2 separate regions of the Cricetulus griseus genome follow, and region 2 is linked to region 1. The links are chromatin contacts, called in public Hi-C maps. All regions are on one chromosome and are shown on one strand. Each heading gives the region's core, a stretch centred on a gene start, on an enhancer-like site or on the middle of the called end of the contact. The rest is flanking DNA. Distances are from core to core; before and after follow the strand shown. Region 1 has its middle 210 kb from the start of Klf4. Region 2 holds the start of Klf4 (Krueppel-like factor 4).

What was found. Hi-C and Micro-C count contacts between places; a contact is called where the count stands out from the background.
Region 2: a Hi-C map of fibroblasts shows a contact between it and region 1, with 6 times the contacts expected there. The contact joins the promoter of Klf4 here to the enhancer-like site in region 1. A contact is called at or near these places in 2 of 8 Hi-C or Micro-C datasets (the CHO-K1 cell line and fibroblasts).

The regions. Positions count from the first base shown.
Region 1 is chr2:88,124,435-88,129,569 of CriGri-PICRH-1.0, forward strand. No RefSeq gene overlaps it. Among named protein-coding and RNA genes, the nearest start is that of Klf4, 210 kb to the right of the region's middle. Within about 2 kb of position 2,962, at least 2 of the 6 cell types and tissues checked have open chromatin away from gene starts, as enhancers often do. A contact at or near this core is called in the CHO-K1 cell line and fibroblasts, where this site is marked.
Region 2 is chr2:88,330,054-88,335,188 of CriGri-PICRH-1.0, forward strand. It overlaps Klf4 (Krueppel-like factor 4), which reads left to right and starts at 2,309. Exons shown (of 4, transcript XM_035439874.1): 1 at 2,309-2,790; 2 at 3,667-4,651; 3 at 4,765-4,929. The coding sequence starts at 3,691.

The DNA.
Region 1 (5,135 bases), core at 1,712-4,211:
ACTGTGTGATGGAGGCCCACATCACAGCAGCAGTGAGCTTAGCAGGGAGACTGGGAAAAAGCAAGCTTGCTGACTTTCTCTCCCACAGTCTGAAGCAAGGAGGCCTCCGCTCTGGCAAGGTAATAGCCTTCACACAGACCTCAGACAGACAGAGCCTGTGGTGACACAGAAAAAGGATCCCCTCGGAGTCTCCTTGGAGGAGTTTGGATTTTGTGCCCTGTGGTTTAGTTTCTGCATGACTAAAGTAATGCTAACAGATCCCAGGATCTGCAAGGTGCCCTGATACAGAACAGACTGGCAGGGAGCACCTGAACATTGGGACCAATTGGGGTATTTCTTGATGAGCATCCCTGCCTCTTGGGAAGATGCCCTTGATCCTGGTTCTACAGCAAGAACTGTCTCTGTTGTTTATAGATATGACTTATTCATGTGTGCACATGTGGCTACATGCACATATTACCGGGTCTTTAAAGCACTTCAGCAATAATTTGTGTGTAAAATCTCTCTAAGGATGGCAGCCAACAGGCAGAACAGAACTCACTGATGTGGTTTGAATGGGTCCCCCAAAAGTTCACATGTGGGAAACATAATCCCCCAAGCCAGAGATTGATGCTATTTGGAGATGGGGCTTTGGGGGAAGTAGTTAATAATAGATGAGGTCATGAGAGATGAATTGCATGATGGGATCAACAGCTCTGAATGAAGAGAAAGAGCAACTATATATGCTATGACACAGCACTAGGGATCTCATGAGATGTTGATGCCATGCCCTTGGACTTTAAATCCTCTAAAGCCATGAGTTAAAGAAACCTGTTGTTTGGGAGATTGTTTTGATTTTTTTTAATATGGCATCTCCTCATGTAGCCAGTTGGCCTCTAATTCAACATGTAGCAGGGATGGTCCAGCTGCCTCCATCTCCCAAGTACAAGGATGACAAGTGCATACCACTATACCTGGCTGCCCTATCGTTTATAACTTACGGAGCCAGTGGTATTCTCTTGTCTCAGGAAACACAAACTAGGGTGCTGAGTTTGGTATTAAAAAAAAAATAACAGGTGACACTCTACACTTCTATAGAGAGCTAGAAATACTGAAACCCAAGACTGAAAAGCCAAGTGACTTCATACCCAAGGGCTGGCTACACATTGCTTAAAGATATCATAGCTTTCTACTGTTGTAAGAATGTACCATGAGAGAGGCATTTCATTACCAATGTCAAATGGGATAAGAACATGAATTTCTCCCTTTTCTGGCATCTATGAAACTTGTGGAAGGGCTAAATGAAGTGAGTCATCCAAGGTTGGCTACTAGAAGCTCAAGACAATGAAATCTGCTGCAGAAACATCCACAGTTGGCCAATCTGTCTTTTTTGCCACAAGTCACATCTCAGAAGTTCAGTGTGTGAGGATGTATCTATGACCTTTTTAGCAATGAAAAATTAAGCAGTTAGCCATTCAGAAAGGTTATTTATAAATCATTATTTGCAAATTGTTCAAAGCAGGATAACTGATTGGCTTTACTGAAAGCATAACCACAATTGTAAGTCCTGTGTGCTTCTTCGATCCACTCTTTGTCAATGAGAATATGGGTATTATTATGCTAAATGGCTTAGGAGGGGCCAGGCATCCATAGAGGACCCCTGAGTTGTGACTCTAGGTTCCATGTGAGCCACTTCATTTGTGGTTTTTATCTAGGAAGTAAGATTGACACAGATACAGTTGGGGCTGTCTGTGGTTCTGAGTTTAAGCTCAGGATTCAAAAGACATCTATGGCAAGCTGGCAACAAGAACTTTCTGTGAGTAGTCACAGTGTGGTTTTCAGCTTTAACTGAGAAAATCTGGGCAGAATAGATGCTTGATCATAAACTCATCCCCGGGAGCACATCCAAGGACATGGGAAATGCTTGGTCTGGCCCACATCAAATCTGAAAGTTTCTCCTGCATTGTTTCATTGCATTTATACCATTGTTGTTAGTCAAGATTTTTTCTAGAGAAACAAAACCAATAGTAGGATCCATCTACCTATTGATCTATATGCTTTATCTATATGTGTATACTAGCACATATGTATAAGTTCATATGTATATGTGTGTGAGTTGGATCGTGCACTTGTAAAGCGAGTGGTTCTGAAATCTGTAGGGAGGGTGGGTGGGTGCAATCAAGGTCAAGTGTGGTGGTGCACACTTATAAGCCCAGGACTTAGAATGCAACAGCCAAAGGGCCATAAGTTCAAAACCAACTTACACTACAAGGCGGGGTGGGGAGGGACTATCTCACAAAAATAGATAAATAAAAGTAAGCAAAACAAAAAACAAAAAACAAAAAAAATCCTCATTCAAGAATTAATGCTGTAGTCCTGAGTCAGAATTTTATCTTTTCCAAGAAACTAGTTTTTGTTCTTGAGACACCCCACAGATGAACTAGCCCGATAAAGCCACACAACCTCTTTCATGTGAGGTCACCCAATCGTAGATGGCTAATCACATCTACAAATACCTTCACAGAAACACACAGATTAATGTCTGCTTAGATAGCTGAGTACTACACACTGGCTTGATTCAAAACACTGTCACACCAAGTTTCTGCTGCTGTTCAACGTCTGTGATTTCCCTGGATTTGGGACAACCAGGCAGTAAGAGGACAGTATTTCTTCCAAGTTCGTAAGCTGAATGAAGCTCTCCAGATCAACCACACTACTGTGGGCTTTGTTATTGTATATTTGTTTCCTTAGATTTGAAATTCAGTTTGCCAGGTATCTTCTCACATCAATTAGGAAGCACAAATTTGAGAGTCCTGGGTGGGGAGGTAAATTTTTAAGTCCCTTTGAACAGGTTTTTATGATCCTGCCCTCTGATTGCCCTAAAATAAACCAAATCACCTTCCTCCAAATACTTCATGACCAAGAGATGATTCATGGTGCAAGAATGAAGAAAATACTCAGAATCCTAATTGCTTCCTCTACCACAACCTCGGGTGACTTACAAAACAAAACTCTCCAGATGGATAACATGGTGGAAGCAGGAGCCAGAAGCCATCCCTTTGAACGTGAGCAAACAGTTGTGGCATTCCTTTCTCCGTTTTGTGAAAAGAGCACATCTGGGTGGAAGGAACCGGCTTTCTGCATTTAGCTTGCATGTTTCAAATGCCTTCCTTGTTGGCAGGTAGACAGCCTGGCCATTTCTTTCTTGTTAACAAATTAGATGGAGTTCTCAAACATGAAAGACAGAGAGTAAAGTCCAGCTTGAGAGGCATGTACAACAACTGTCAATAACTGTTAATAAGAACATAAACTGGCATGTCACTCTAAAACCAATAGGACAATGCAAAAGCTCAAAACACTATTCTCCAGAAATCTCTCTCCTGGGTATGTATGTGTACTGGTGACTTTTCTTCTCACTATTGGAAAGAATCTGAAAGAAGCAACTCAAGGAAGAAATGATTTATGTTTGCATACAACTTCCAGGGATATAGTTCATCATGACAGGGCAAGCATGGCTACCCAAGTGGTTCAGTTCTTGGTGGTGGCAGAAGCTTGCAGACTATTCTATTCATATGTTGGCAGATCAGGAAGTAGAGTGCTTGAGTCAGAACCAGAAGTGGACATCAGCTTCCAATCTTCCTGTCTCTTGTGACCCACTTGCTCCAGTTAGGATCTGCTTCTTAGCGGCTCCACAACCTCCCAAAGTGGCAACACCTGCTGAAAACAAAATGTTCAAATGCATTAGATTGCTAGGAAACATTTCCAATTCAAACTATAACAGTATTCAACAGAAATATGCACACTGAAATGTTCACAGCTGTGCCGTTCATAACCGCAACTCAACTACCTGTCAGTCATAAGATGGATAAATAAATATGGCCACACATTATCATACTCTGAGAAGAATGATGATCTGCTGCTACATTGACATCAGAGAAGATGGTTGTAGACATAACACCAAGCCAGAGAAGCCAACTACACCACAAAGGACTCATGACGGCATTTTTATTCCTACACGGTCTACAAGAGGGCAGAATGTGTGAACAGTGTAGGGAGTCACGGGATACTTATTGTAGGAAGGGTCATATTACAAGCAAGGGTGCTTCTTTATGGATTGAGATGTTTGGTTATAGTGATGTCTAATAAATTACCCCAAACGTAGGAGCTTAATGTAACAACTGCTTCATTGCCTGTCATGATTCTCTGAGTCAGGAGGTCATGGCTAGGCTAAGCAATTCTTGTGCTTCATGTGGTTTTAACTGAGGCCTCCCAATGGCCCAAGAAAAGTCTCCTCACAAAGTCTGTGCTTTAGCCAGCATCAGCATAAGTCTGCCCACTACCAGCTGTGGACAGTATGGCTGTACATGACCCCTAGGGCAGTCAAGACCCTCTCTGGGCAATTAAGATTCCAGGTGTTTCTAGAAGCAGTTGCTAAGAAACCCACCAAGAAGCTTCCTGTCATTATGTGGTAGACTTTGGGGAGCCCCTTTTGAGGGCCTTACCCTGCCTGGGGAATGGAGGGGAATGGCTAGGGGCAGGTGGGATGTTGGGGGGAAGGGGAGGGAGAGGGAGAAGGGATTGACATGGGAAGCAAGCTTGTTCCTAATTTGAACTAATAAAAGAATAAAATAAAAAATAAAAATAAAAAAAGAAGCTTCCTGTCTTCTTATGCCCTGGCTTAAACACTGCTTCTACTTCATTCTCCTGAGTTAGAGAAGTCAGTATAATCATTCCAGCTTCAGGGGGAGGTGAGGAAGAGATCCTACTTCTTTGAATAAGGGATGTGTACATGGCTGCCAAGAAGTGATGGCGGTTGTCTTGGAAACAAATTAGCTATCTATGGAGACATTTGGGTGATAACTACAGGGCTTTCTTCCGTTTGTGACAATCCATCAAGCTCTACACCTGTGACATGTTCCTTTCTCTATGACTATAATTACAACAAAAGGGTTTAAATTTGAGTTGAATTATTAAGCAGAATGACTCCATGTCCCCTGAATAGGCTGGTAATTGTGGTCCTCCTATATCTTAGTGGATGTTGCTGCTTCCCTGGAATCTCCTGGCCCATTCTCAGCTCTGTGTTCTTGAATTAGAGGTGTGAGCCCTTAGGCCTCATTCCATGAGGAAGGGAAGCAACTCCTGCCTCACAGTATAAC
Region 2 (5,135 bases), core at 1,059-3,558, 200 kb after region 1:
GCTGTTGGGAAACTTCATCTTTTTCAGTTGAGTTTCAGAGTCTTGCCTTGATTATATGACATAATAATAGTGACTTTCCAATTCATCTGTGAAATATTGTTTTTTTCATTGTGGTGGTTACTGGTGAGAGCTTCAGAGGGGGGAAGGGCTACTGTCCTAGGTAAATAAAAATGCAGCTGAAACAACCTAGAGCCCTGACTGACTACTCAAGTCGTAAATTCCAAGCCCTTACTTGTTTACATCCTGAGGGTGGGGGCAGTCAAACACAAGCTCATCCAAGTTCATCAAGGGTTTGGGACCTTGGCTTTAAATTGACTCTTTCCAAGTAGTATTCAGCCCTAGCGTTCCAAGTCGTTTTTGCCATCACAATGACAGAGTTGGGGGGGGAGGCGAGGGACAGGTGTTCTTGATGTTGTTCTTTCATTTGAAAGAGTAATGTTTTCAGAGTTAAACTGGCTTAGTCCCGTGGGAGTGGGGTTGAACCCCTCGAGGTCACACGAGGGAGGGGCTCCATTTCCAGGAGAAGTCGTGCTCTTCCCCACCCCCTATCCCGAAAGCCCTCCCAGCCCTCTGCCAAAACCAAGCGAAGGAATAAAAAGACGCCCAGCTTGAATCTCCCTTTTACAGACTGGGCAGCCTCATTTCACTGGGACGAGATGCATTCCAAGAACGCCTCTGTGGTCGGCCAGAAGAGGAAAATTCAGCATGACAAATATTCCGAAGAAAACTAATACAGGTCCCAGGATTCCGGACTCAAACAGGTGAAACGACAGACGACAGACGTGGCAGGAGAGGAGCGAGTGCACACACTGTCTGTGCTGGAGCACCGAACCTTTCCTAAGTCCCTTTCTTATCTTCCTGAACCCCCTGCCTTCAAGTGACTCCGCCAGGAGCGAGGAGATTCAACCTTGAGGGCGGTGGAGCCCAACTATGTGCGCCCAAATCCAAAGTAAACACCCAGTCTTCATTAGCAAGTGATTCTTAACACCACACTCACGTTTTGGTTTGGGTTTTTTTTTTTTTTTTTACTTTTTTTTTTTAAGTACTGTTTGTAGAGATGAGGGCGAAAACATATTCCGGCTGGAAAATTACTGATCACGCACTAGGAAGGTAGTGGGGATGGGAAAAGGAGTTACAAGACCGAAATAAAGACCGATTGCCATTTCCCCTCCCGGTGGGCCAAGGGCCTGGGTGCCACTTTTAGAGAACTAGGGTCCCACCGCAGTGCTCCATTTCCCAGCACACGGTCACCTCCCAGCAAAGTCCCTCTGAGTGGACTGGCCAGCTCGAAACCTAAACTGAAGGGAGCGAGTTGTCCTGTGACCTTTACCTCGCCGCTTCACCTCTTTATGACTCATTTTTCTCATCTTCAAACTGAGAGTGCGAGTGCGTAGCCTGTAAAGAGCTTTGAGATTCCTGGTGAAAGGTATCTCTGCGCCTGGATTCCTCCTTGCGCTCCCACTCCCCGCAAGTAAATCTGGAATCCTTTAACTCCCTTCCTTGCTCTTTCCATTATCAAAACTGTAACTACGTGCCCATCCTGGCCTTTTTACTCCATAGCAGACCCTACTCGGAGCTCCTGAGACTCCTAGCCCCCCGTCACCCGGCCCCTATCCCCAACCCTGCAAGAGGCCCCACGGGCACAGCCCGGCCTCTGCGTGCGTATGCGAGGGAGGGCGGGCTGGATGAGTCACGCGGATAATCGCGCTCTTGGGTGAGCAGAGTCGACAGGAGCAACCGCGAGCAGGAGTAGGGGCTCGCCGCCGCCCCTCTCCCCACCAACCCTGTCCTGGCAAGGGTTCCCGTGACCGGGCTTTCGACCGTGGCCGCACAGAGGACCCTAAATCGCCGTGCCACTGAAGCAACGCCGGGATCCTAGCGCCGAAGCCGCCGTCGCCGCCACCGCCGCCGGCGTCAGCACGGCTCCAGCCCGCCAGCTGCCCGGCTGGCGTCACGGCCCAGCCCCGCCCCGCCCGTGCCCCTCCCTCGCCCCCGCCCCCACGTGCGCGGAGTTTGTTTATTTAGCTGTCATGGCAACGCGCAGGGGGGCTGCGGGAAGGCGGGGAGAAGAAAGGCAAGGGGCGGGGCCTGGCGGCGGAGCCCCGCGCGCCACGGGGAGGAGGCGGGGGAGCGAGCGAGCGAGAAGTTATAAGTAAGAAGCGCGCGGCGGCCGCCGGCAGTTCCCCGGCCGAGAGAGCGAGCGCGGCTCCGGGCGCGCGGGAGCAGAGGCGGTGGCGGGCGGCGGCGGCACCGGGAGCCGCCGAGTGCCCCTCCCCGCCCCTCTGGCCCCCCACCCAGCACCCGCCCGTGACCCGCGCCCATGGCCGCGTGCACCCGGCGCAGCCCCCAGGACTCCGCACCCCGCGCCACCGCCCAGCTCGCAGTTCCGCGCCACCGCGGCCATTCTCACCTGGCGGCGCCGCCCGCCCACCGCCCGGACCACAGCCCCTGAGCCGCCGACAGCCACAGTGGCCGCGACAACGGTGGGGGACACTGCTGAGTCCAAGAGCGTGCAGCCTGGCCATCGGACCTACTTATTTGCCTTGCTGATTGTCTATTTTTTTAAGAGTTTACAACTTTTCTAAGCATTTTTGTATACAAAGGAACTTTTTTAAAAAGACATCTCCGGTTTATATTGAATCCAAAGAAGAAGGATCTCGGGGAATTTGGGGTTTTTGGTTTGGGGTTTCGTTTCTAAAGTTGTTTTTAATATTCGTTGACTTTGGGGTTCGGGTACCCCTCTCTCTTCTTCGGACTCCGGAGGACCTTCTGGGCCCCCACATTAATGAGGTAGGTAAGATGCTGGGCTAGGGGAACATTAAAGGGTGAGAATTGGTGGGAAACCTCGGAGCAGTGGCCAGGGTAGCCCCTGACTCCTGGTCCCTGTGCGCCCCGCCCGGCCCGCAGGCAGCCACCTGGCGAGTCTGACATGGCTGTCAGCGACGCTCTGCTCCCGTCCTTCTCCACGTTCGCGTCCGGCCCGGCGGGAAGGGAGAAGACACTGCGTCCAGCAGGTGCCCCAAATAACGTGAGTGTCGCGCTAGTGCCCGGTAGATTTCTGGGGATGTTATGGGGTGGATGGGCAGAATCCAGGGGTCAACCAGGAGCCCCTGGCTAGGACAAGAATTGCCCTCCGTTGAGACTCTACAGCCTTCCCAGGGTGGCTCCTCGGCCCTTGAGTCGGCCTTAAGTGCGTGTGGTCCCGGCACTACGGTACCGCCAGGGGCGCACAGCGGTTCCTCGCTGGTCTCCCGGCGTCCGGGCCGTGGGGTGGGTGCACGAGGACCACTGGTGGCCAAGTCTCGAGACCCTCTGGGCACGAGTGAGCTTAGCGCGTAGGAGACCGGGTGGCTACGGTGCATGGGAGAAAGCCACAATGTCCTAGTGTCCCAATTCCGTGGGCGGCTGGAGCGTCTCGAGGATCTGGCTGGGAAGAAAATTGGGCTGGCGGAGGTGCCGCACTAGTTTGAGGTGGAACCGACGGGCCGCCTCTTACCCGGGTGCTGGCTGAGATTGAAGCGCTGGCACCTGGAGTCCCTGGAGCTGCCTTCCTGCCCTGTCCAGTTCCTATGGCAGGAGTCTGGTGTGCTTCATCCAAGTCGATACTAGGAGTGGCAGCAAGGGGCTACAACTAACCACTTCTCTCTCCCTCTCTGTCCTTGGCAGCGCTGGCGAGAGGAGCTCTCTCACATGAAGCGACTTCCTCCACTTCCCGGCCGCCCATACGACCTGGCGGCCACCGTGGCCACAGACCTGGAGAGTGGTGGAGCTGGCGCAGCTTGCAGCAGTAACAACCCGGCCCTCCTACCCCGGAGGGAGACCGAGGAGTTCAACGATCTCCTGGACCTAGACTTTATCCTCTCCAACTCGCTATCCCACCAGGAATCAGTGGCCGCCACTGTGACCTCCTCGGCCTCAGCTTCATCCTCGTCCTCCCCGGCGAGCAGCGGCCCTGCCAGCGCGCCCTCCACCTGCAGCTTCAACTATCCGATCCGGGCTGGAGGTGACCCGGGCGTGGCTGCCGGCAACACAGGTGGAGGGCTCCTCTACCCCCGAGAGTCTGCGCCACCTCCCACGGCCCCCTTCAACCTGGCGGACATCAATGACGTGAGCCCCTCGGGCGGCTTCGTGGCCGAGCTCCTGCGGCCGGAGTTGGACCCAGTGTACATTCCGCCACAGCAGCCTCAGCCGCCAGGTGGCGGACTGATGGGCAAGTTTGTGCTGAAGGCTTCGCTGAGCACGCCTGGCAGCGAGTACAGCAGCCCGTCGGTCATCAGTGTTAGCAAAGGCAGCCCGGACGGCAGCCACCCTGTGGTGGTGGCGCCCTACAGCGGTGGCCCGCCGCGCATGTGCCCCAAGATTAAGCAAGAATCGGTCTCCTCCTGCACAGTCGGCCGGTCCCTAGAGACCCATTTGGGCGCTGGACCTCAGCTCAGCAACGGGCACCGGCCCAGCACACACGACTTCCCCCTGGGGCGGCAGCTCCCCACCAGGACTACCCCTACCATGAGTCCCGAGGAACTGCTGAACAGCAGGGACTGTCACCCTGGCCTGCCTCTTCCGCCAGGATTCCATCCCCATCCGGGGCCCAACTACCCTCCTTTCCTGCCAGACCAGATGCCGTCTCAAGTCTCATCTCTCCATTACCAAGGTCAGTGGGGGAAGGGATTGGTAGAGCTGCTGCTGGGGAGTTTTGCCTATGGGATGGGGGGAAGTTCTCGGAGACTCCTGAATGAAAGTTGACCCCCCACTTTCTTTACCTAGAGCTCATGCCACCGGGTTCCTGCCTGCCAGAGGAGCCCAAACCAAAGAGGGGAAGAAGGTCGTGGCCCCGGAAAAGAACTGCCACCCACACTTGTGACTATGCAGGCTGTGGCAAAACCTATACTAAGAGTTCTCATCTCAAGGCACACCTTCGAACTCACACAGGTAAGGGGACCAGCGCTGTGGAGGAGGGTTGGTGTCTGTCTGCTCATAGGCTGGCTGTGGATTCCTTAGGGCTTTCTTAGGTGCTGGGGTGTATCTCTTCTCCATCTCCCGGATCACAGAGAAGGGCAGCAAACAGGCGCCTGTGTTTTTGCCCAGAAGCCTTTTGCTTGATGGATGCTATCTGCTGCCTGAATGTGCAGTTTCTC